Regions from separate parts of the Mus musculus genome. Here region 2 is linked to region 1. Evidence: chromatin contacts called from public Hi-C data. All regions are on one chromosome and are shown on one strand. The core of a region is the stretch at or near the end of the contact, and the rest is flanking DNA. Distances in the headings are between cores, read along the strand shown.

Evidence for each region. A called contact is a pair of places that touch in the nucleus more often than the background predicts.
Region 2: a contact with region 1 is called in a Hi-C map of ganglionic eminence, with 6 times the contacts expected there. The contact joins the promoter of 3110006O06Rik here to the enhancer-like site in region 1. A contact is called at or near these places in 4 of 39 promoter capture datasets (3T3-L1-derived adipocytes, the C10 cell line, hippocampal neurons and 1 more), 3 of 15 datasets of contacts at CTCF or cohesin (CD8 T cells, the G1E-ER4 cell line and pro-B cells), 22 of 484 Hi-C or Micro-C datasets (B cells, the C10 cell line, the G1E-ER4 cell line and 9 more), 9 of 115 datasets of contacts at active chromatin or transcription factors (astrocytes, embryonic basal ganglia, embryonic brain and 6 more) and 1 of 9 other capture datasets (embryonic stem cells).

The regions. Positions count from the first base shown.
Region 1 is chr13:77,865,797-77,873,171 of GRCm38.p6, forward strand. All of the region lies in intron 5 of Fam172a (family with sequence similarity 172, member A), which reads left to right. Among named protein-coding and RNA genes, the nearest start is that of Pou5f2, 160 kb to the right of the region's middle. Within about 2 kb of position 2,760, at least 8 of the 459 cell types and tissues checked have an H3K27ac peak or open chromatin away from gene starts, as enhancers often do. A contact at or near this core is called in ganglionic eminence, where this site is marked.
Region 2 is chr13:78,166,589-78,173,837 of GRCm38.p6, forward strand. 3110006O06Rik (a long non-coding RNA gene) reads left to right here and starts at 4,700. Exons shown (of 2, transcript XR_003950646.1): 1 at 4,700-5,104. Gm38604 (a long non-coding RNA gene) reads right to left here. Exons shown (of 3, transcript XR_873690.3): 2 at 3,297-3,385.

The DNA of each region.
Region 1 (7,375 bases), core at 1,510-4,009:
GTCATTATGTTACGCTTAATAAGCTTTTATGCTGTACAGTAGACCTTTGTGATTTAAAGGCAAACCTACTTTCTTCTTTTCTAGTTCTTCATTTGCTTCTACAATATTATTTGCAGAGATAATACTCCTAGCTCCATATTAGCTATGCTAATGGAATTTGAACTGCTACTAACAAGCAAAGCACATCTGACTTCTAAACACCCCTTCATTGTTTGTAAGGCTTTGAAGATTTATCATATTTTAGGTTATGTAATTTGTTTTGGTTTTGCCTTTGTCTTGAGTAGAGAGAAAGTGGTCTAAGTTACTGGAATTGTAATGAGTATGTTCTTGGAGGGATATCTTGTGACAGACTTATTTATATATACTAATCTTGAGAGTATGTTTGGTGTTTGCTTCCTCTGCAGATACTAAGCTTTTTTAGTGTATCATTAACTGAAAGGTTTTTTTTTTTTTATTAAATTGGGAGATTAGAGATTATTCAGTATTAAGATAGCTTAATCACTGAAATATTTTTAAGTAACATTACTCCATTGCATTTGGCCTTTGCATAACGTTTGTAAAGCAGTTGTAAATTTTAACTTGTTACATAGACATAAAAGTAAATCTAAGGAAACAGGTGTGAATTAACAACAAAACTGCTCAGAATGAGTGAAAAAGTTCTGTTCTGGGAATTTTATCATCCCATCATGCTTATATTGTTTGGATTTTTTTAAGGATCTGAAAATTCTTTATTCTCCTTTCCCTCTTGCAGACATTCTATTTGGCCTCTTTCTTTCTCTCTTTTCTTTCTTTCTTTCTTTCTTTCTTTCTTTCTTTCTTTCTTTCTTTCTTCCTTTCTTTTTTATTAGATATTTTCTTCATTTACATTTCAAATGCTAGCCCCAAAGTCCCCTATACCCTCCCCCGGCCCTGCTCCCCAACCTACCCACTCCAGCTTCATGGCCCTGGCATTCCCCTGTACTGGGGCATATGATTGAATTTTTGAGTCATAGTACTATACTTGTAATGGGCTAGTGCTGAGGTAACCCAGACTCTTATATTCATTTTTTAGGATTTAGGCAATAGGCCAGCAAAAGTGACTTGGAGTTAGGTTTTCATTTGGCTCATGTTCCAAGCTCTTCTCTCTCTTCTGAAGATGCTGCCATTATTGGCTCTACTTTCTACAGAAGACAGAGTAATGAAGGAAAGTGACAAGGTCATCAAGATAGAAAGGGGGAAGCTTGCAAGAATAGAGAAGTAGCAGGTTATATGAGTCTCAGTTGAACACGACCTCCTGCCCCTGTCCTTGAAGCTGATAGTTCTGTGGATGCCATTCACAGCACCAGGAGAGTCAGAGCATCACAACACTCTTATGGCTTTCAGAGACTCCCATTGATTCATTTAAATGCAGGAGGAGGATGTTCCCAGCTTTCTTTCTATAGAAACTAACTCTACATATGGGATCTTTGAGAAGATTAACCATACAGAATCAGAGCAGTCTATCACATCTGTTAGCACCCGCATTCGAATTAGAACACAGAATCAATACAAGAAGGTACAGAAATGGAAAATGTATAGAAAACAGTAAAGAGGAAAAGATAACATTTGGAAAAAACATCCCTAAAAAACTTTACAAAAGAGGCAGAATTTTTTTAAAAGGCTTTGAGATAGCTATTTAAAGGAGTATAGAAAGGCACTACTAATGTGTAGCTAATGTATATATGCTCTTTTGTTTTCAAATTCCATCTTACTTTACATGAAATAGTAATACATAAATGGCCTTCAAGGTGTAGCAAGTTAGCTTTGGAAATCACAGCTACCTTCTAAGATGTTATGTTGGTTAAATAAGAAATATGAAGAAGTATTTGTTCTTTTTTATTTTCCTAAAACATTTGAAAGTATATAGTAACATTTTATATTTTTAATGTAACCCTTGATTAATAATGTGTGTTTATTTTTAAAATATTTTACGTAGAACTTACAGCATTTTATTGATAATAAAAACATGAGTTTTGGAAACAATAAGATTTTATAATTTTATGTCTAGGGTCACATTGCCAGGTCATAATGTCAATGCTATTGTTGTATTTTTTTAGAATATATTTATATAAAGATATAAAAACTAGCTAAATAGATTTTTAAGGCATGATAATATAAAAATTCAATGTGGACAGATAATTAAATAGAGATTTAATAGCTTTCTGAAAGTATAGTTAAAAATACAGAGCTACTAACAGCTCTAAATTTACTTGATTTTGGTTTGAAGCCTTATTCTGAAAATCTTAGGGAGAAGTAAATTCAGAAAAAATATCAAAATTGATGAGTTTACTGTAGAGTGCGAAGATTCAGAGTAAATTGGAATTCTGCTCACTAAGTGCCTTAGAGCTTATTCCACCTGACTCATCAAATGAAAAATTCATCAATTAATCCTCTGACAATAACGATATATACATAAAAATCAATCTGGAATTGATTTTTTTAGTCTGAACATGAAAACCAAGCTCTGGCTTATACATAATGTGAGATTTCTCTTCATTTCGACTTTATTATTGAGTATAACAGCTGAAGTGTTCATATAATTATTTGTTCTGAGTCAACTACAAAAATGTGATTGTTTGTGAAAGAGTATATGTACTAGGGAGGTGCTCCAAAGCTCAATCTGAGTGAGCTAATAAAGTTGTCAGATGCATGTAAGAATGCAGCTCATGGGATCCCTAGAAGGCAGCCAATTGCCAGGGACACTGCTCACTGAGCCCTGATGAGAGACCACCCAAGACAGTTAACAGCGAGCTCAGGACTGAGGAAGATCAAAGACAAAGAAGAGTAACAGAAAAGAACTCAGCTCTCAGATGGGGATTAGAAAGAGCATTGTTAGAGATGTGATTCCTATGAAGGGCAGCAGAAAGAGAAGTTGGGAGGGAAGGGAGAGAGGGAGGGAGGGAGGGAGGGAGGGAGAGAGAGAGAGAGAGAGAGAGAGAGAGAGAGAGAGAGAGAGAGAGAGAGAGAATATGTTTCACAAATGTTTCACAAAACACAAAACATTTAAATTTTTAATCAGGATTAGTCATTTTCTGTGGCCCATCACAGATTCCAAAGAAACCTTGCTTCAAGTGCATGTCTAATGGTAAAGTTTTCTACATAATGTCAGCATGAAAATATATGTACAATTATTCTCCCAAAGAATCTAAGCCAAATACTAATGGTTTTGTTTTGATTTAATTAAAGAACTCATAGCAAAATATGTTCTGATATGTTACTACAGGGGAAAAATTCAATGGTCATATCTAAGTTTGCATCTTTCCAAGGTGCTCCTCTTCCCAGTTCCCAAACCTACATTGCATTACTGCTGGGGTCTTCATTTACATAAGGGAGATTTCACTTGGAATTTTATCAGACTGTGTTGGTAGTTCTCTGTGTTCCCATTGCCAAATTAATATTGTTCTAAATGCTCTAAGTCAGCATATTATGACAAGAAGATATGTTTTCTTCCAGAGTGTAGTAGTGTGAATCAGTGATAAGATTCTGAGGGAAATGTGAAGCCTGAGAACTCTGTCAGTATTACTTAACTCATGAGTAGTAAATTTTGATGACTCTCTTATGGACATGAATTCTTGTACAAAATGAGCATTAAACTGTTTTTATGTTTTATGGATGTTTAAAATAAGCTGAGTATATATATATATATATATATATATATATATATTTCTGAAGCTATTAGAATTTTCCCCTTGTCACAATAGCAGTAAGAAAATTACAATAGAAATGTCTTCCAGAGAGCACAGCATATGAAATAATGTGTCTACTCCATAGCTTAAAGTGTTGGCTGTATTTTAGGTCTTGTTCTTTGCATATTTATACCTTGACAATTATGATTGCTTGTTTAAAGAAGGAGCTTTTTGCTAGTTTTATGTTACAATGCCAAATACGTGTGTGCAGTGTTCTGTTTCTGAGCAGGTCAGAGAGTCTGCTGAAAACCTAAGTAGGATAAGATGTATTGTTAAGATCTTTTGTTATTCAGATATTTGTGGCTCTTTTTGGGTTGTTGTTTCTTAGTCTCATCTTTAAACAATCTGGGGAAATGTGTATAAGAAATACACCAACAAAGTACATTCTACGTTACCACATTTGATGTTCCCTAATTTTAGAACCAACACATATTACTGAATCATTTCGGAACACTGATCCTTACATCTTTCCAGATTCCCATTCTTTTGTGTTGGATGTGTTTTGAAAGTTTGGGAAGGATTATATAGTTATATAACTGCCATTCCTGGGAGCTATACTTTGTCAGAAAGCAGGTAGTAAAGGACAACTTGTAAGTTCTGTCTGCGGTAGTTGCTTCCTGCTGTGTGTGTCTGCTGTTAGGTTTTATTACATCATCCATGTTGTTGGAATACGTATTATTATTAAATCAATGATATAGTAGCTAGTTATAGGATATTTACAGCTGTATAAGCTGAAAACTACACCATTGTAGTTACAAATATTTAAATATGTCTAACAGCATAGAATCAAGTCTCCCTGTAGTTTTTATAGCTAATATGCATTTTTATATAACCATTTTTAATTTATCACATTAGACTTGAAGAGCTAAGAATTAGTCATTTTGTTCATTATAGATAATTTTATTCCTTCAGAAAAAAATTATCTTTTTTTGAGACTTAAAGAAGTTCTATAAATAATTAATTGCTTAAAAATTGTTACACTGATTTTATTCCTTTTTCTATTTTTTATTTTAAGTAGAGAGATAGAAAAACTGTAATAAAAGGAAACTTTAAGTTTCTTGAAAATGATAATTTATACATTCAATAATTGTAATAGACTTCATCATACTTCTGAGAGTTAATTTCCATCTTACCTAAAATTTTTGTGATGATTAATTTTGGAACCACAGTGCGCAGAAGTGATCATGGGCAAGTAAAATCCTTTGCTTTGCTTTGGATTTGAGCACATGAAATAAGGACCATTGCTTCAGTAGTCTTAGATATGACACTTATAGAGAGGACCAATAAGATCAAGATTATCTATTTTCTTTTGTTCTCATTTATTCAAAATATGAAAATAATTGATAAGAATACATTTTAATCAAATTTAAAGTAGCTCTCATTTAAAAATTAACTTTTTGTACACAACACTGTCATGTGACATCAGAAATTGCTGCTGTGCACTACAGTCACACATTGGGAAGATGACGTGAGTACCTCTGACATAGGACTTTTGTGATGATCGATCATGACTGCTGTTTTCAGTTGTCTCAGGACAAATTCAAAATCATGTTTGAAATTTGGAGACATCTTTGTTATTTGTACATTTTTTCTCTCTTAAACAGCTCATTTTTATTAAGGTTTATTATCAAATAGCTTTGTTACTTTGACAGAAAAAATAAAATTTTTAGGTCTGAAATTCAAAATATACTATTCATTCCAGCTGCATTCTCAAAAGATAAATTATCAGTTTTGTGGGCTATTTATTCAGTAGAACTTATGTTTTTGAAAGACTATAAGAAAGTTGATATTTTGGAATACAACATTGTAGTCTAAAGATGAGACCTTTAACAGAAATAGGCTTTTACATTCATTAGAATTCTTTTACATTTTGTTCCATCATCTTTGCATAAAATAGAAATTGCTTTTAACATTTTCCCATATTTCTATTATTCTTCAGTAGAAATTAACTTGTAAATAAAATGTTTTATTAAATTATTACAGTATGAACTTTAGTGCATTGAGACTTGGTGTGCTCACCTGGGCTTTGCCAAAACTGCACCTGCATTTCAGAAATGTTTGAATTCACTTAAGAGCTGGTCAAGTGTGAATCCCTTTGTATTATGACTTACTTCATTAAGTACTGTATGTTATTAATTCTAAGTTTAATTTTCTTGAAATGTAATACGTATCTCCCATTCTCCGTGATAATTATATACTTTATAGGTTAAAATATGATTTGATATAATTTCCTAATATTTTCATTATAGATCAGCTCTTCACATTTGCAAAATGTCCATTGAATGGGGTTTGAGCTAAGGTCTTTTTCAAGGCAGTAGCAGGAGCTCAGTTTCTTTTTAACACAGTTTTAAAGTGTTCATTTATTATGTTCTTGCTTTTATTGAGTATTTTCTATGTACACAGAGTGCTTTCAAAATCCACATAAATAATTTCAGTCCCTGATTCATGTTAATATCATAATGATTTTTAACTTAGTTATTGACAAGTTAATGAATGAAATGTTGATGTGATATGATTAGCATGTCAATTTTTACCGTTCTAAAAATTATTCTGAATTTTATTATCTTTCAATATTTTATCATACTAAAGATGAAATGTTTAAAATGAGTGATTTTGAGTACAAATCAAATACTAATAGAAGAAATCATAGTATGCATTTAAAATTGATAATGATACATTATTTTTGCCACTTAGAAGAAATGTCCTCAAGAAAAAGTGTAACAGAGCATGTTTTAATGTTACATTTAAAATTGAGTAAAAGCAATTTTCCATTTAAAACAGTCTAACACTGCTTTGACTTTGTTTTGGCATGAAGGCATGTTAAAACTGAAGATAATATTCTGTCATAATAAGAGTCTTTTATCTAGAGAGTATGAACTGACCCCATTTATATAGTTTTGAAATTATGGCTCTCTGTACTCTGTAAACCTTCACATTTTGTGGTTTACTTATAGATGATAGGGCTTCAGAAAAAATGGCGTGGTATGGTAGGTATTTTGATACTGTAGTTGAAGAGTTTGAGGTTAGAAGATCGTATTTAAGGGATGTAAATATAAACATTAATATCTGAAGGTTAGATTCTTCGTATACAAGTGAGTGGAGTGATTTAAAACTGTTCTGTTCTATCCTGATGGCTTTTTGAAGTTTTCAGAATTCCTGGGTTTAGCCTGTGCTGGAGCATCTCTTATTAGGAGTGCATTCACAGCAGGAGCTCATATATAAGAACATTTCTGAGAACGTTATTGCTTACTCTCACTCTGTCTAACTCCTCGAATTCTTGGCAGAGCCAAAGTGGAGGGAGCACATTTTGTACCTGTACAGTAGCTCTCTGAGCCATACTTTCAATTTGAGTTACCATTAGGTATATCTGCATACATGTCTGCCTTCCTCATTTGTCTTTATATAACATATGGAGAGTGAGAGATGAAGTACCCAGAATCTTTTGAAATAAAGGGTCAGTGTTACTAGTATTTCTCAAAGGCCAACAGGAAGAAATAGTGAGCATTTGTGCTTTGTAGGACAGGTAGACCTCTTCTTGCCTGCAGAATTTTCTCCCTAGTCTGCTCACATGCCTGGCTCTCTGAAGTTTTTGGTTTTGCCAGTGGTGGCTCACGCTTTTAATCGAAGCACTTGGGAGGCAGAGGCAGGCGGATTTCTGAGTTCGAGGCCAG
Region 2 (7,249 bases), core at 3,450-5,949, 300 kb after region 1:
TCCGCTCCAAACTACCTTGTTTACATTTATGCTACAGCTAGCTATTCCTTCCTAAACCTTGCACTCCTTTGAGAGGTTGGGTGACAGAGTGTGTTAACTAAATTAGCACTGCTAATAAACTAGATTTTTTTTCATGTTTCACTGTATTGCCTAGAGTTCCAATCCAAACATGTGAATCCCACATGTTGTAATCAGTGTATAGATTGGCTAACTGATAGGTTCTTGTTGGAAGCTATACTCTGAATTCATTTAAGAAAGCCTGCTATTAAGTAATTTTCACAGTGTAAATTTTCACAGTAATTTTTTGAAAACTTTTCTCATGTGGGGAGAGGTTTAAAAAACATGAGATATTTATATTTTTGAAATATGGGTGGCAAAAAGGGAGATAATTGTGGTGACTACTTAAATGCTCTCTAGCATAATATTATAAAATAGAAAACTCTAAGACATATGAGACATACTCCTTTCAAAAACTGCAATACTTTCCTTCCCTGTATAAAATGACTGAGGAGGAATCTCTTAAATTGTTCACCTTCCTTTTATCTAATGTTCTATTAGTCTCCAAAAAGGAAAAAAAAATAATAATAAGTTTGGGCCTGGGAGAGGGGTTTTTAATCAACACTTCACAGAGCTTAAAACTATCCCGCCTAAAGCGTTAGCTTTGTGAGATGATTTTAAATTCAAACCACTGCAACTGCCATCACTGTACTCGAAGAATGGACACCAACTGGAATTTTGGGGCGGGGGGGGGGGGAGATAGCATAAAGTGCATTAAGAGAGGTCCAGGAATAGAAGTAGTTATCAAAGCATTCCAGCATTTATCTTGAAATCTGCATATTTTATGGGACAATGGTAGTTTTAAACCTCACACTTAGAAGGGATGGATGTTGATTTAATTGATTCATTTGGATCAATGTTTTTAAAGTTTCACACCACTGCTCTCTCATAAAGTGATGTCTTTAGCAGTCAGTGATTTGACATGAGACTTCTTGGATCTCCTCACTGGGACCCTCCATAACATGTAAAACTAGGCAACAGCCTGTAAAGGCAACTTTAGGACTGGGAGATCTCAAGACTAATGTAGCTGATGAATGCAGAAATGGTGTTAATTCTCAGCACAAAAGTTTTAAAGGAATAATAATGGGAAATAAAGTACAAAAACTAAAGATTTGCTATTTAGATCAAACCTTCACGTTTGATCAATAACTGGCCATCACAGTGTTGCCAGTATTTTCCCTGTGGACATAAAACTTAGAAAATGAAGATTTGACTTAATCCATAATGGCTTTCAGGCAGCTCTCCCTGGCCCTTTGCCTTGGGGTTTGTGGAAAACCTCTTACTATACTCTGTATTGTGGGACTTGAACTTTGTTTAAACAGCTATGAAACATATTTCTATGAAGAAATGTATGGAGGTCCAGCATCTGTCTCACCAGATCATTCAGCTTCATTATCATTCTGTGCCTCTTACACTGGGTGACATGAGAAGTTGTCATAGGTAAAATGATATTGAACTAACTTATTCTGTGACTAAAACCAAGAATCTGAAATGAAAACACCCAACACCCCAAGAACGATATGTCTCTTTAAAGTTTACAGTTTGAATAATGAACTCAGATAGAAAGTTGGCAGGAAAGCAAGCTATGGCACCGTCACACTACAAACCATTTTCACTTTTCTGTCCAATTTCAGAGTGCATGTGTTTGTGAGTATTTCACTAGATCAGTGACAGCTCTTTATTTGCATAATTATATGCTCTGGTCTGAAGAGAAAACTAACCCCCAAATTTCATGGGTCACCAGACTGCAACAATCAATGTTTTATCACGTATGCGAAGCAAAATCTAAGAAGCTATATGAAGTTTCTTGGGGAGTTTTTACTCCTCAGAAAATTAAAGAGTTTTCCTCTCCTGAATAGATTCAAAATCTTTCCAAGTTCTTTGTAACTGAATTCTGTTTGAAGGCAAAACGAGAGATTAACATGTAGATCTGATTGTAGGCTCAATAATATTGCTTCAAAGTGGCTTAAGTAGAACAGCATTTTCCTTCACTAAACCTTAAAATTCTTCATACTATGAGGAGAAATATTGGTCAAGTTATGAGTTGCCAAAAGGAAGTCCATGTTTTACCATTGAATATAAAGTTTATTTTCTTCCTTAAAATACATCAGAGTTTTTTAAAGACCAAATAGGAAAAGAATGTGTACCTAAATACATAGATTTGTCCCACATATACATAGCTTCTTACTGACTGCTATGTCCACTGCTGTTCATTTCATGCAATCTCCAGACAACATGTGCAAAATGTGTCTGTCTATTCTGTGCCTGTATAGACAGTAGTTGCTCTATATGTGCTGGTCTACATAAAAGTTTGTAAAAATTTTTGTGATACAAATTTATCATGTTCAAAATATTCAAAACTTTGCAATAAATATTTTTAAGTGCTCCAAGCTTATTTGCGTCTGTAAATCTCTGCTGGTGTATAATACATACTTGTGTGTAAGGTTGGCTTTACTTCATTAAGGAAAATTGATTTTAAGTGCTAATGTCTTTAGTTTATAGGCACCCTGCCAATTTTGAATACAAAAGAGCATAGAGACACATGCAAACTGTGGTGGGTTTTTTAAAATGGAATTATTAAAATTCTGGAAAATTCTGTTTCTACCTAGTTTCTTAAAGAGTACAACATGGAGATGCACTTTTGTAAAAGCACTGGTGTGTGAACTTCATTTAAAGTTCATTACTTCAGACAACATGTTAGAGTCAAGAAAAGGGAAGCACTTGGGGGTGAGAATGCCATAGTTTCAAAGTATTTTATTCTCTGTCTAGAGATTGATAGGTCTTTAAATCTAGGTGTCAGAAATTTCCTAAAATGTTCCTATTATTTCAGTGAAAAGCAACCCCCCATAAGTTTTAAATTAAAATTGAATTATGAATGAAAGCTATTTCTTGGTCTTCCTCATTTGAGAAATCAAACCTCTGCTTGTCAAGAGCACCCCCCAGTGCTCTTGTCACCTGTGTGTGGGGCCTACTGAGATGGGCTCCTCTAGCTGCATAACCTCTGGCGCCCTCCCCAGGAGTTTCCTTCCAGAATGAAGGCCTTGGATCCCTTTAAGTCGAAACTCCTCAAAAGTGGATCTCTAAAACCCAGTAAGTCCAAGTTAAGAATTCCATCCAAATAGAACTAAAGGTTAGAGAACTGTGTTCTCCTGTGTCAGGTCACCAGCAACACCAACAACATTTCAGTTTTACTGTTTATACCTACCTGGGTTTTTGTTTTTGTTTTGTTTCTATTTTACCTTTGTGGGAGCATTGCTTAAGTATCAGGTGCTGCTCTCAGCTCTGCTCTGCCAAGAATGGAGAAGAATGTGTTCTTTCCTACTTGGTCCTATAGGAGGGAAGACCACAGTCACCCTTTCTATCATGAACATTTGTGTTTGTTCAGCTACCACCTAATTCTTACAATGTCAAAGATTGCTCTCTGATCCAGCTCATCGTGCCCCCCCCATACCTCCTAATTATTTTTCCAAAGCTTTTCATCTTTTTAAGTCACACTTAAATAAGTGGAGTTTTTACATAAACATGTAGTACATCCTGGACCCATGGACCATCAGAATGTGTCAGCTGAAGCAATATTCACAGTAAGTTGTGTTTTGTGGTGTATTCTCCCACCCTCACCCCTTTTGCTTTGCTTCAGTAAATTACTTAATATCATCCCCTGAAATAACCAGCTCTAGAGATAACAGTAGCACAGAGTGACACAACTTGGCTTTCATGCAGTTTTGAAAGAAAACCATTAAAATTGCATTGATCTCACAAATATTGATCTAGTGCTTGATATCAAATATCAAATGTGATGCTGTCAGTTGCTGCCGATCATTGTGTCAGCTGTTTGGATTCATGTCCTCTTTCTTCTTCATTGTCACATGGATTCAAGGTGCTGAGGCTACATAAGATTTCCATGATTAAAACAATTATGGTCAATTCTTTCCCTGTTTCTCACAATTCTGGCTTAGCTAAACATTGCATGATGCATTTGTTATATCATTATGTACAATGCTTTTCAAGAACATGGTGCCTTTCTGGATAGCTTACATTTATGTTTACAGAGCTTATATTTCTATTTGCAGTTCTTTACATTATTATTGAAATTATTTCTGTCTGAATTTGCTTTCTTTCTGATCACAAGCCTTTTGTAAAAAAAAAAAGATTGTTTTGCTTTTTAATAATGCAATTAAAAGCATTGCTTTACAACACAGAATTAATTCCTATCCAACAGGTAAATCGCTCCTTTTATTCTTGTTGACATCTATAGTATTTCACAAGTGTAGAATTCAAAGAAGTATTTAGGTGAAAAGTATATCTTCCTCAATAAAATGGGATCTAGCACAGTTAAGTCACCCTCTGCTTTTATCCCTAGCACTCTTGAAATAGCTAACTATCCTACCCTTGAACATATTTAGAGTGTCCAGTAATGCTTTTTCTCTTTTCTTTCCTCTTTATTTTGCAATCAGCAATTGCTGATTACATAGTTTGAAGTGTGATGATACACTTTAAGGAGGAAAATACCCCACAACAACGAATGACCAGTTAACACTGCTGTCTACGCTGTAATGAACCAGAAATGAAAGTAGGACCCGCCTAGAATATTTTTTATTGTGCTGTCACTTTTGTATTTTCCACATTTGCTAGGAGGGAAATTTTCTAATCCTGTGAGTTGGTGTCCCTTTTTACTTTTTACACCTCACCTCAGTTTGGAGACAGCTAAAAGAAGCTACGTGAAGGCACCGTGCTCTTCCCAGAACCATGGACAGCGCCCAGCTTCCCCTTTCTTCTCCCCTTGGCCCGAACCCCAAAGTTCAGGCCTAGCGGGATTCCTCACTCCAGCCACTCCCACGCCATAGGATATTCTCTTCTGAAACCTCTGATCTGAGCCCAAAACAACAGTGAGCTTAAAGACTACAGTTTGTGGGTGGAGAGTCTTGCTTGCTCCCTGCCCGGTAATAATCTTAGCGCCCAGAGTTGACTCTCCCTTTGCCAGCGAGTCTCCCGAATTTGCATCTAGTCTGCGCGGAGTAGAACGTAGCTCCACCCCGCAGTCACCTTGGTAAGCGTCTTTGCTCCCCCAACCCAAATTTCTTGAACCAACTTTTCATCACTCCCACCAGTTAGGTGGCAGAATCTGTAACAACTCCGCTTTAAAGGGTCTCTGATGGGACCACTTTATTCACAGGCCTATAATCTCAGTCACCACAGATCTACGTTTCAACGGAAGGAAGGAAGGAAGGAAGGAAGGAAGGAAGGAGGGAGGGAGGGAGGGAGGGAGGGAGGGAGGGAGGGAGGGAGGGAGGAAGGAAGGAAGGAAGGAAGGAAGGAAGGAAGGAAGGAAGGAAGGAAGGAAGGAAGGAAGGAAGGAAGGAAGGAAGGGGAAAAAAGAAAAAAATGCACACTCAGATGCACCAGCCGCTGATCCCACCACCCTGTTGGCTGAAGCTGTCGGACTAACTCTGGAGCTCCTAGGAGCTTAAGCGAAGCAAGCGAAGCCGATCTGCAGCAGGCTCTCGGCAGCCCTACTGGCCAGCTAAAAAGCCTGACAGCAACTTACTTGACAGCCTCAACCCAGGGGTTTCTGGCTAATACCCGCCACTTTTTCTCAGCTTCAAATCTCAGTCCTCTCAAGGAGTTTTAGATAAATCTCCTTGTTTGGCGTTTTACTTATTTTGTTTTGTTTTAATTATCGCGTTGAGCAAAGTGCAGTAATGGAAGACCACTTCCGTGTGGCATCTGATTTTTCTGCGTAGTCTCCCTGGCAACGCCAGGCGCCACTCCTAAGAGGAGATTTACAGATTCCAAATCTAACACCTTTGCTGTGTTGAAACTCGAACCTTATTTTATTTAGCTTTGAATGAAATTTATCCCCTCTCATGAGAACAGAATTTGCATCATCCGCTCTCTTGAGTCTCTGACACTGGGGTGTTCAGAGCAGGTGAGACTGTCAAAACCATGTATCTATTAAAGAGTGAATAAACACCGTTCCACAACAACTTAATGCAAAACTTTTCAAGTAAAAAATGATAAGAAAGTGAAATGGGTAAAGAACCCTGGTGTGTTTCCTTAGCAAACGGATTTCCACACTGCTCTGTATTATATGAAATATATGATACATTTCAGGAGAGTACTTTTCTTTACCTGACACAGCACTGCAATAGAAACATCAGTGAGTTTCTTAACCTAGCAGCAAGTTAGCCGCAAAACAGCATGTTTTTCTTTCCACTGAGACGTGCAAATGGTTAAATATTTCACCTGTGTGCATTTTAATTTGTTCTCTCAGAGCTGCTGTAAGAAGGTTCCTCTCTCATCCAACACACTCACAGGAACTTTATTCTCTCTCCCCCACTGCAAAGTCACTTCTGCGTTTGCTCCCCTCAAAGAGAATGTTCCCCTTAATTCGACCATTAGTTCAGTCTCAAGAGTAACTGTGTATAAATTCATGCCACTAGAGAAACTCATTCATGGTGGAAGTGTTTAAACTAGCAGCTGGACCCTCTATGAAAACTGATGGAAACTCACAGAGCTTAATGCATTTTGGCAGCTGGAGTGTGCAGGGCTACAAGGGGACCTGTTGAATCTTAGTGACCTGGGGACTCATTTATTCTGAACTATAGCACTCTCCACATCTGAATGCACAGCTCAGATAAATATCACTAGATGTTTGTAAGTCATTGGTCAGTGTGGTTTTTCTATGAATTGAGTTTCTACTTTGAAAATGTTTTATTCTAGCCTTCTGGGGTTCTGGAGCAAAGGAGACTCTGTACAAGGAAAGGCACAAAGTTGGAAACAAGAATTGGAGAAACTTGCGGTGACAGAGTGAATTCACTGAGTGGGTTTGGTCTCAGTGTGGATGCTGAGGGATCTTTTTGCTTCATGCCAACTTTCCTTTATTATTAAGTTTTTTTAGCCTTAAAAAAAAACAAAACAAAACAAAACAAAAAACACTGAATTCCTGATTCAATTTCAAAATGACTTTTCTGGGTTATTTAAATAAGTTAGAAACGTCCAGACAGGCATGTATATTTCAAGGCGACTTTTGCCAGAGAACACTAAATTTTGAAAGAAAAAAAAAAGTATGGCTCAGTTTCTATATTTCAAAATGTTGAGGATATAAATAACTAAGTCTCCATGAAATAAACGTCTGTATCAATGTTTTGCTACCTATCTGTGTATGTGTTTGGTGGAACTTTAAACCTTCCTA